Regions from separate parts of the Anas platyrhynchos genome. Here region 1 is linked to region 2. Evidence: chromatin contacts called from public Hi-C data. All regions are on one chromosome and are shown on one strand. Each heading gives the region's core, a stretch centred on a gene start, on an enhancer-like site or on the middle of the called end of the contact. The rest is flanking DNA. Distances are from core to core; before and after follow the strand shown. Region 1 overlaps LOC113842832 (myosin regulatory light polypeptide 9). Region 2 overlaps DLGAP1 (DLG associated protein 1).

Region 1 (5,665 bases), core at 1,568-4,067, 130 kb after region 2:
GCAAGAGCCATTAAAAATTAAGAAATTTGGCAAAATGAGCGTACCTCTGTCATATCCACAGAGGAGGAGGATTCCCAGCACTCTCATCTCCATACAGATCAATAAATACCAAAAAGCAGGATTTGTCCCAGACAGAACACGGCACATTTCCTAATGCAGTACCACGATGAACACCACACTACTTCCAGGTCATAGTTGAGAGATTGAAAGATGATAGAGTGATAATAAATTGTTTTAGATGAAAATAAACCCACCCATTTGCAAGTTTTACACAGTTACTTTCCTAAAAATGACAAGAAGGTCCCATATCATAGCATTTTACATGCCCCTTTACACCCAAACCTGTGTCAAGGCCATGGTAATTCTTACTTTTTAAACTATCTACAGAAAAAGTTTTAAACTGAGTGATGGTTTGTACAACCTTCTCCTTGTGTTACGGATCCGAGTACCACCATTTAACATGACCAAGAGCACTAGCAGAGCTATCATTTAAATCACCGTACCATCTAATCCCACTTAAAATTCCTGCTGGTTTGAAAGTTTTGACTAGCTCAGGAAGTATTTACTGCAAGAACACACGTACATAAACACACTTTTGTATGGCTTAATAATGCCAGAGACATTTCCTAACAGCACTTACTGTGTTTGGAACTGGACGAGTAAATATCCTTGGTAAGCCCTAATGTATCAGATATGCTGTGGAACAGCATTTCCATCAAACCTTTTACATTCATGGTTTCCCCCAGGATAAGCTAAAAGGTGAATGGCTTTTATGGCATCGCCCTTCTCAAGAGTGCTGGTAGGTTATTCATGAAGCACTGCGTATCTCTAACACAGTCATCGGCCTCTATTGAGATGCAGTTTACGAAAGCAGCCTACCCAGAAGGAGCAAAACACTCCTAGCCAAAAGCCAGTTCTGGATTTTGTAACCTGAATTCCTAAGGGGGAGCATTGTAATTCCTAAAAGTGATGGAAACAACTCAGATCACCATTTCTCTCCACCAAAAAAAAGGAAAACAGAACCAAAAGGTATTCAAATTATGCTGAAGATGCTGCAAACGTTGTATCAGATCTGTCACACGTTTCATACCACGTAACTAGAGGACATAATGATGAGAAATGGAACAGAAAAGGATGCCCTCCCCTCACACACCCGAAGCACTATAGACAGCAGAAGCTCTCAAAATATATTGTATATAGCTTCATTTGGATGGCAAGAATAATGTATTTTCAGATAGAAAACAAACAGCATAGAGGCAGCACACCTTCCTTCTTCCTCCAGCCCCATCCTCACTGTATTTTCAGAAAAGATAGGAAGAAAGAAAAAAAACTGATTGCAATGAAAGACGATGAATTCTGTATTGTTAGCGCTGAGATCTGGTGAAAGGCATCAGTCAAACACTTGGCTCATACACAGGTTTCTTTTATTGTTATTATTTTAAAGAAAGCACTAGAATTAACCATGTAAGGTTAAAAAGCAGTATTAATATTGTGCTCAGTGTCAAGAAATGGAGGAGTTAAGATGGTAAAACATCTCCTCAATTACACCCATAGGATTTTAACATGTTAATGTGCAAGTCTAAGACAAAAATCATTAATTTACAATGGATTAAAATTTGAAGGATGGGAATTTCTTCATCATGTATGCTCACAGTAGGAAGTGAAGTACTCAGTCACTGAGAATTGAAGTACTCGGTCACTGAAGTACAAAATCAGTATGCTTAAGTGATTCATGACTCATTTTTAAGGCAAAAATAGATAACATGGTTGTATACAGCTGCAAAAATATTTACAGATATGATTAGATAAACAGTCCACTTCTGGCATGAAAATGTTTAATGCCATACTTAACATAGCAGTGTCTTGTTTGAAAAAAAAATTATCATAAACTGCAAAAATCTAGCTAGGATGAGTAACACTGACATTTTTATCTGTGCCTCCCAAATCACTGATCCCTGTTCCTAAGCCTCTGCCACTCTAAGCTTTCCTTTCTCCCTGCCCATTTCCAGTCTTACTGCAAAGGTGCAGGTGTGCCTGAGCAGCCTCGGAGTACACAGAGGCAAAAGCTGAAATACTAAAATGTATGCAAAAGGTCCCAAAAAGAAAAGAGGAAAACAAGCAGATCCAGAGGAAAAGGAAAAAAGCATTATCTGCAGGTATCAGGGATTTGCTCAGTCATCCTTGTCTTTTGCTCCGTGTTTAAGGATGCGCGTGAACTCGATGTAGTTGAAATTCCCCTTCTTGTCGATCGGTGCCTCTCTGTAGAGCTCATCTACCTCCTCGTCTGTGAACCTGTCTCCCATTGTCGTCAGCAGCTCTCGGAGGTAGTCCTCTTGAATAACCCCTACAGGGTGAGGTATAGGGAAACACAAAAGGAAGTTGTTTCTTAGCAAGCCTTGAAAAGCAGCAGGATGAATGTGCGACGGCCGCCGACAGACACGCAATCACCTAACACAACATGTAGGATGTGCATTTGCACCAAAAGCCCGAAGTACTTCCTTAAACAAATTGTAAAGCAATTTTTTGAATGCAAAGGGGAGGGAGAGAACTTTGATGCATTTCATACAAATTTTTTTTAGAAGGCCTGATCTGCTGTGATCTAATAATATCTATTTCCTTACATGGATCTTCAGCAGTTCAAAGTCAAAAGTCACAATCCTGAGCTACGAATATGGTCACTGCTAACCTTCATTATGAAAGCACTTCTCTTGATTGAATTCTATTTTTCTTGACTTAATTAGATACATGTGTGCATCCTCTATAAACGAGTTTCCTGTGGGGACTAAATAACCACTGGTTGGCTTTTCACCGCTGCACAGCGCCGTTGCTGGAGGGTTTATGTGGATGCAGTGAACTGCTGGCATGCATCCAGGGGTAGAGTTTTATAATAGATCAGACTCTCAGACAGGATAGAGCAAGTTAACTCAGGAAGGAGCACGAATGTTTACCATGGAGAAGTAGAGGCAGAAAAACTAGTCAAAAGAGGTAGGATATACAACGAGGTGTTTTGTTTTTTCTTTTTTAAATGACAAAATGTTAGCAGATTTTAGAGGAAACTATCAAAGATATAAAAAGGAGAGGCTGATGATTTTATTACTGCAAAGAAAGCTCTGTCAATTCAATTTCAGTAGGTGGGCAGAACCACCAGCTGCCAAATAATTCCAGGAAAGTTTAGAGATTAAAAAAGGAATGTGCAAAAGAGACAGACCTGAGAATGCAGGAACTGCTTAATGCTGAAGTAAGACCTATCATGCCTTTACATGCACAATAGTTGCTTCCTTGGAGAAAGAAAGCTGTTACTGAACTCGAGTTGGAGAAATACCAGCAACAGAATGGAGGTAGAAGTATGTTGCCAACAAAATTTTTTTTCTGGGCAGAACAGCTGGAAATCATAAGTAGACACCAACAGTGACTGATGTAGAATTAGTTAGGATGTGATTTTTACAAAAAAAAGAATTCTGCTTTGAAAAGAGCTGTATAGCTTGAGCAAACAGAGTTCATTAGAGAGAAAGCCAAGAAGGAAATCAGGGAACCAAAAGGCAGTCAATGAGCATGACAAATTACCCTGGGGTTGGTCTATGCTGCAGGGAAGGGGAAAAAAAAAAAAAAACACCAAAAAACACAACAAACACATGTTACAACATATGCTAATTGAAACAGCATCATATCCTAGTGCAGACAAGTCCATGATTAATGACCCCAAATGAAGAAGGCTAACAGCAATGTTATCATTTAAAATCAGGAGGGGAATGTTCAATTAGCCAGGCCCTACTTAATTGGGTCAAATTTTGCAGTTGTCTCTTTGCAGGTGTGAGCAAAGGGGGGAGGGGGTGACACAACAGGACATGACACAGACAAAACAAACTAAATACAGAAGGCTTTTTCCTTCTGTAGTGCTACAGAGACCAAATAGTGATGAGAGATGACATAAGGATTAGTATTCAAAGAATGCAAGGCCTTTCGTGGTACAAGTTTAGCCTCGAGGACTTAATCGCTTTTGTCTGAGTTGGTAGGTGTTTAAGCACTGAACTGGGTTGCCAGACGCATACGCTAAAAGTTTTAGCAGCACAGATTATAAAGCATAAAGTCTACCCACTATCCCTAAACCAATCTCACACACAATTTCAACGTAGACAGGGAGTAATAAATTAATGAAGCAAAATTTAAGATGCAGCCTTTGGCAGGCAGCACAAAACAGATGACAGCGCAGGATCAAACAGCAGACAAAAGTTACACCGATTTAGAAGACAGATATAAGCTTTTATACTAATTTCATAGTACTACTGGTTTATGTGACAGTAATGCTGAAGTAATATACCCAACTAGATGGACCATATAGGAAAAGTAAGTAAAAATACGTACAACTGCTTTATCCTCATCAAGAGGATCTGATTTGGATTATTTTCCTTCACAAGAACTACACTAATGTCGAGTAGAAAATCAGGTCCGTAACACAGACACATGGAGATTATTAAGTGAAAAGAAGGAAAAAGGAAAAGAAAGTTCAAATCTGAGCATAAGATGAATAACAGGCAAAGACAACATGGGTTCTACCTTATGCTTCATTTTTTAAAGTGCGGTTTGATGATCATCATTCAAAAATCAATAAAACAGCATAAATATCTTAACATGGTTCCTGGTTAAAACTTGAGGATGGCACAAGACATAAAACGGACTGTGAAATCGTTACCTTCAAGTTATCCTGGGACTAAACTAAAACATTTATCATGGAGAGTTTAAAGATGATAAAAATCAATCTTATCAGTACATGGGGGCCTGAACTAGTAACTTATTATTTACAGAGACACAGAAGGTCACTGTTTAAAAGAACGGGTAGCACAATCATTTTCTTTATATCCTAATTCACAGGCTCTTGTTTTCGTGCACACAAAAAAACCCTGTAGCACATTGAGTCAGACTACCTGTGGAGAGAAAATAATTAACCTACTAACAAAACTTCCTTCTCTAGGAGATGGTAAAGAGATTTCCCTTGAGAGGGAGGAAGTCAATTAACATTTGAAAAGGCCTTACCACCAGAAAGCCTGTTTACCTACATCCCAGCAGGAAGGGGATGCACTTTGAAAAGGCAAAAGGTGCTAAAAATACACAGACAGAAAATAGCTGTTTGAAACGGAATAATATCCTTTGAAAGAATCTAGAGCACACATCCACAAATTAGATTGAAATATTTCGGTAGGCAGCTGTGAGAAGATTTACAGGTGTAGCCTGCACTCTCGATGTGACTGCATGATTTCTGCGTGCACTAGCAGGGCAGCCCTGACACTGTGACTGCACAGACTGCCCTCAGGATCCATCCCTGGTCGCTACCCAGTTCTGCAGAACCTCAGCCTACATGAGTAAGTAAATAAAAGCCCAAACTCTAGCTTCATGATTGCAGACACAACCTTGAAAGTCTGATAAAGCAAAACTGAGCTCTGCATTCTTTCCCTCCCCCTTCCTTGCTACGCAAGTCAATTCAATGTCATTTCTGCCTTCTGGCCCCACCCTGTTTATCTCAGCAGATCACCACGGCTACAGCCCTTGCTATGCCTTTAAAAGGACTGAGCCGGGCGTGATGGCATGACACAGAGTATTTGTCATCAAAGCCTAACACACACTAGGCAAGAGGAGGGGTAAGAAGAAAGAGTTTATGTACTCTGGATGG
Region 2 (5,353 bases), core at 250-2,749:
CCCAGTTCCAACCAAATAGTGAATTTGGAACATAAAAACATTCCACCTGCCTAGGTCCAAGATAGATGAAAGACATTTGGGTAGTATTTAGTTGGCAGTGCCCAGAAAAAAAAAAAAAAAAAAAAAAAAAAAAGAGAGAGAGAAAATAAATAAATAAATAAATAAATAAATAAATAAAAGGATATGAGTAATTTCCAAAATAAAAGCTTTAAAGAACATATGTGATTTTGAGGATTACCATGTGCAAGAGGATTACTATCTGAGAGACAAAGAGAATAACAGATTACAGCACATTAAAGGGGAGTTGTTTTACATCAAAGGTGTAGTATGGTTACACATTTGATATAATACAAGGCCAGGGAGCCTTCTGTCACAGGGTTATTTGTAGCAAGGATCAGGGTGCCAGACAGTCAGGATTTAGTGTGAGCTTTCAAGAGAGAGACTCTTAACTTTTCTGATTTCAGCTCTGTATACCAGTGTTTAAAATACGCAAAGATATGTTTGCAGTCAGAAGTGAATTAACAACAACAATAATCAGCTTACAGATTCCTGTTCAGTGATATGCTGAAGAAAAAAAAAAAAAAAATCCCTCCAGAAATTTAGGTCAAATGTAAAAAGCCTACGTTTGGTTGGGGAGAACATCCAGCTGAATAATTACATGATTCTGTGGAAGGAATTTTTATTAAGCAGCCCAGCAAAATAGCCTCCTCTCCTTGGCAAAAGCCATATTTCAAATATTTATTTTTCTTCATCTTCTCTTGTAGATTTGTTTTCCTCAACTGATTACGGCAAAAATTTGGGGAAAAAATACTGTATGTTTACTTTTAAATTATTGTGTGGTATATTTTTAACATTAAGAAATTATATTTTCTAGTAAATTTTATATTAAAAAACGATGATCAGCATTACTATGGCAATGGATAGGTAGGGTCTAGCCCTAAGGACAGGAGCTTAATTCTCTTGCATCTTATTTTGCTTCCTCTGCCTGCAGATATAGCTTGTAACTCACTTGTTACAGCTTTGAGCCTTGAAGCTGTGACAGCATTCCTGTAAATAAGTTTGCAGCTGAATGGAAGTTCCACATTTTCTGTCCCAAGAGCAGAGCACAGCAATTCATTAACTCTGAACTACCATCCAGCCACTTGACATAGCCCTGTATGTATCCCGACTCTCTTGGGACTGTGTCGGTAAGTTCCAGTAGTCATCAAATAAAGCATCCAGACACATTGCAGTAAGCCTACTGTTAGTGTAATTAAATAAATGCAGGGAGCATGCTAATAAGTCTTTGGCAGAGCAAGCCGTTCAGCAGCAGCGAAGGTTGGCAATCCACTTCTCAGTGTCCAGGTGATGTTCACCTGCAATGTAAGTGGCCCTTGGGGCGATGTTTGCCCAACATGCATGCACTGTCCTTCCTGTCCACAGTGTGCAATACCAAGGAAACAGTATTTATGGTACACACATAATCTAGCAGGGTTTCCTGGTGCTGTGCCTGAGGAAGTAACAATAGCAGGCAAACACCAGAGGGAGTTATTGTTCTACTACAGATCTGTGAAAGGGACGCCTCGGGATACGGTGCTTTTAAATAGCGTGACTGTTTTCTAACCGAGTGAAAAGGCTCAGATGATACGGCTTTAGAAAAATGCAGATGGTGAAGCTATTCATTCTAGTGACGTTTGAAAGAGTTTGCATTCTTCACCTTTCTTCAGTGTTGACTCCAGTGTACTGGTGCTTTGTACCAAGGAATTGCTACACAGCGTCCACCTACAGTCTAATAACTTTTCAAGGTACATTTGTAATACAAAACAGGTCAGTGTTCAGAGCCAGATGAGCAGGAAATAAGAAATAACCATTTTCAAATATTTATTAAATAAGTCTTTTCTCTTGGTTCATCCACACTTGCCCTATCCCATACCCCGTACCAGTGTCTATGGTGGTCAGGTCAATGGACTCTCAGAGTCCTGGTCCCAAGGAGTGCTGCATGCTGGAACAGGACCAGGATGCAACCATCTCCGCAGGTGTCCCAGTTTTCTGTGGAAGCAAATATGGGTATATAGGTGGGAAAGAAACCAGTGGGATACTCATTGGAATTTTAAGGTTTTGGGGACTTTATATATGAGGACCCTATATACTTCTATCAAGCCTCTTATATATTTCTACCAAGAAAAAAAAAAAAGATAAGAAAAAGTTGCAGGACTGTTCTCTGCAACACTAGATCACAGGTCTCAATCCTGCAGCTAGATCTCAAACAGCTGAGGCACACCACTGTTCTGCTTCTGTAACTTTGTCCCGTGACTGCAAAGGATCCTTACTTCAGTGCACCACATGGTCTTGACCCAAAAGGCACAGTGCCAATACATAACTGCTCTGTGAGCCTCCAAGTGTTGTCAGCTTGCCCTGAGCTTCACCTGTAGCACACTATGGCTGTGCCTCTGCCCTTTCAGCAGCTAGACCTGTATTTTGACTCTGTGCCTGCTGAAAGCCAGAAACCCACAAAGCCTCAGATGGCGCACACCAGGAAAAGTCAGTCCCCTGTGCTCTTCATATAGAGGCTCTTGTAACCCCTCAGTTTTCAGTAACTGATTGAAAGAAAATACACGGGCAGCCCCAAGGTGAATCTGTGCCAGTATTTTTTAGAAAAACATTTAAGCAAGCAAACTGACTCAACTCCATTATACTTTACATAATACTGGGGCAGATGGGAAGCTTTTGCAGTTTGCAGCTGAAATTCCAAGACAATGGACTAAAACTAAGACTCACTCACTGCTTTTTCCCCACATGAAATTAGTGCTTCTGCACTGACTGCTCTTAGTTTCTCTTATTTACAAGATGCTTAACTTTCCACAGCCAGTACACTGTTTCACCTGTAGATTATGAAGGAAAGAGCATCTCATTACACAATCCAGCTGTCTTTTCAGCAGCAAAGACTTCAAAGTTCGGTTCTGAAAAGGGTATGCTGTAAAAATCATCTTTGATAAGACATTTACTTATTTACTTCATTTAGAAAAAGCAGAGTAAATCCAGGCAGAGCCCGATGTTAAATTATATACCCCTGACTTTTACTGTGCTGCCACCCTTAAGGATTCTGCAACAAAGCGCTTTTTTTTTTTTTTTTTTTTTTTAACATTCTTATTGCAGGTGTGTAGGTGTGTAAGCTGCAACAAAGACCAGCCTATTCCTTTTTCAGGTGCGTCAGCTTTCCAGAGCTTACCATCATAAAAAGAGGATCTTGGCATTGTTATAATGGTGAACAGAGAAGATGCTTAATACATTCAGGTTGTTGACACAGTAGAGATCTTTTTAAAAGATCTGGTTGTTATTAGAGGTTGGTATTTAATTTTTGATTCATTAAAGCAGAAGCATACACAAATTATCAGGCAGTAAATCTTTTTCTTCCAATAGGTAAAAAGAACCCTAAGAGAAGTAGAAACAAATCCTCATCTTAATTATACCAACATAAATGTACAGGAGAAATGTATATAGGTAATTGATGATGTGCATAGGTGCCTGGTAAACTTCACAGAAAGTCCTACACAGACCAAATGTTTAAGTAGGTTTGCTTATGTAAAGGTATTTAAATATCAGTATTGCTGTGAATTCAGGCCTGATTCCCTAGCTAGAAGGTAATACATTGCTCCTAATTGTGAAGGTATAAATCAGTGTACAGATTTCAAAGTACCCACAATATGAAGAGAAGTAAGGGTTACATATGAAGGCCAACTTCACCTTAGGAAAGCAAATTTTCCTCAGCTGTTTCCATAGCCAGTGAAAAGACAGGCACCTAATGTTAGGCTGTAGTGACAGCACGCTGTATTCAGAAGCAGTACTGTCATACAGTGTCTGTGTCCCTATTTCACAGCTTACTGCTCCCTCCAGCTCTGCTGATACAGCTGCTTTCTGGAGCTGTGCTGTGAATCTGGCTTTTAAAAAAATAGCCAAGGGAAAGGTAGAAAAGCCTGAATTTGAAAGATGAGATGTGAGTCATGTACCTGATCTGGCTGGCAGAACCCTCCAACAGCTGTGCTTTGGTACAAGTGGGGATGTAGCAATGCAGAAGTAGCAATGCACAAGTACCTGCATTAGTACTACCATGGAAAACAGCTACCATCAAACCTTGACCTTAGTAAGTGCTCTGAAAGGAGCTGCAAGGAGCTACTGTGAACCTTCCCTTCATTGTGGACTTTTTCACCACAGACATTTAAACATTTCCACGTGACATTTCCATGTGAGGCTAAAACATTTCTGTGTGACTTGCCCACAGCTCCCAAATAGTGCAGGTGTTTCTTCTGCAACAGACTTGTGGCACTGTGATGAAGAGAAATGATACTTTTTTTAAAGTAGCTTTTATGATGAATCGTACTGGCTGGCCTGGAGAACATTGGCTTGCTAGGGAATACAGAGCATCTGCACAAGAGCTCATGGGTTTAACCAATGTCCTTCGTTGATTACTGATACCCCAAAGAAGCTGACAATAACCTATTGTCATGACTCAAAACACAGAAACATGGTGAATATCCCTTAAGACTAAAGCTCAATCGCAAACACAGGAGCTCGGTCACTGATCTGTTGTGCTGTATCTATTGGTGCATGACAGAAAGAACAGAAACTCACATGGGTACATTAAAAAAAAAAAAAAAAAAAAAAAAAAAAAAAGCTAGATATAGCACAGAAAACCTCAGGGCATGACACTGGGGTGTGAGGGAGGGAGATATGGAGTGACTATTTTTGGTTAAGTTATGTGCTGACAGCAGCTTAGATTTGTAAGATAGAAATCTTTCTCCTACTCTTCCAGGCTTGAAGGAAGTCAGACTCCCTTTATTCTTTGTTAAAAAAAGGGTGTAGAGATTGATGCTTACTCCATCACTACAGTCCTTTCCCAGCAATAACAACCATCTAACCCGAAACTGACTAGCATCTCAAGTCAAAAAAGGAATAGCAGTACAGTGTTTTTGGATGAGGCAGACATGAAGGAAGGTGACATGCTTTTGAATGTAACGTTTACTAATCAGATAAACATACCTGTGGAAATGACAAGGCATCTAAATTGTTTGAACAATAGTATTTGTGTAAAACCAGGGCGCACTGCAAACAGTGTATTCAAAAGAAATCATTGTGATATTACCTTAAAGCTCAGGTTTTGCCAGGCAACGTGTACAGCCAGCAGACAAGGCATTTGTAATGGGAAGAATCATTTCTCACTCGGATCTTTCAGGATCGGTGTCTGTGAAAATAAATCCCACACCTGAGGGATAAGAACAAGGATAAAAAGGTCAGATTGCCCTTGGGAAAATATGGCTTGCAATGCTCTTATAGTTCTTCTTCTTTAATAACACGTTTTTAGAAACCCGTGTTTTTG

Evidence for each region. A called contact is a pair of places that touch in the nucleus more often than the background predicts.
Region 1: a Hi-C map of subcutaneous adipose tissue shows a contact between it and region 2, with 5 times the contacts expected there. The contact joins two enhancer-like sites. A contact is called at or near these places in 5 of 8 Hi-C or Micro-C datasets (F1 follicle, liver, skeletal muscle and 1 more).

What each region holds. Positions count from the first base shown.
Region 1 is chr2:52,796,189-52,801,853 of IASCAAS_PekinDuck_T2T, forward strand. LOC113842832 (myosin regulatory light polypeptide 9) reads right to left here. Exons shown (of 4, transcript XM_038173748.2): 4 at 1,408-2,344. The coding sequence ends at 2,172. Among named protein-coding and RNA genes, the nearest start is that of TGIF1, 38 kb to the left of the region's middle. Within about 2 kb of position 2,818, at least 2 of the 8 cell types and tissues checked have an H3K27ac peak or open chromatin away from gene starts, as enhancers often do. A contact at or near this core is called in F1 follicle and subcutaneous adipose tissue, where this site is marked.
Region 2 is chr2:52,667,867-52,673,219 of IASCAAS_PekinDuck_T2T, forward strand. The region is part of intron 6 of DLGAP1 (DLG associated protein 1); the gene reads left to right. It overlaps LOC106015381 (a long non-coding RNA gene), which reads right to left. Exons shown (of 3, transcript XR_005263328.2): 2 at 5,120-5,239. Among named protein-coding and RNA genes, the nearest start is that of TGIF1, 90 kb to the right of the region's middle. Within about 2 kb of position 1,500, at least 3 of the 8 cell types and tissues checked have an H3K27ac peak or open chromatin away from gene starts, as enhancers often do. A contact at or near this core is called in F1 follicle and subcutaneous adipose tissue, where this site is marked.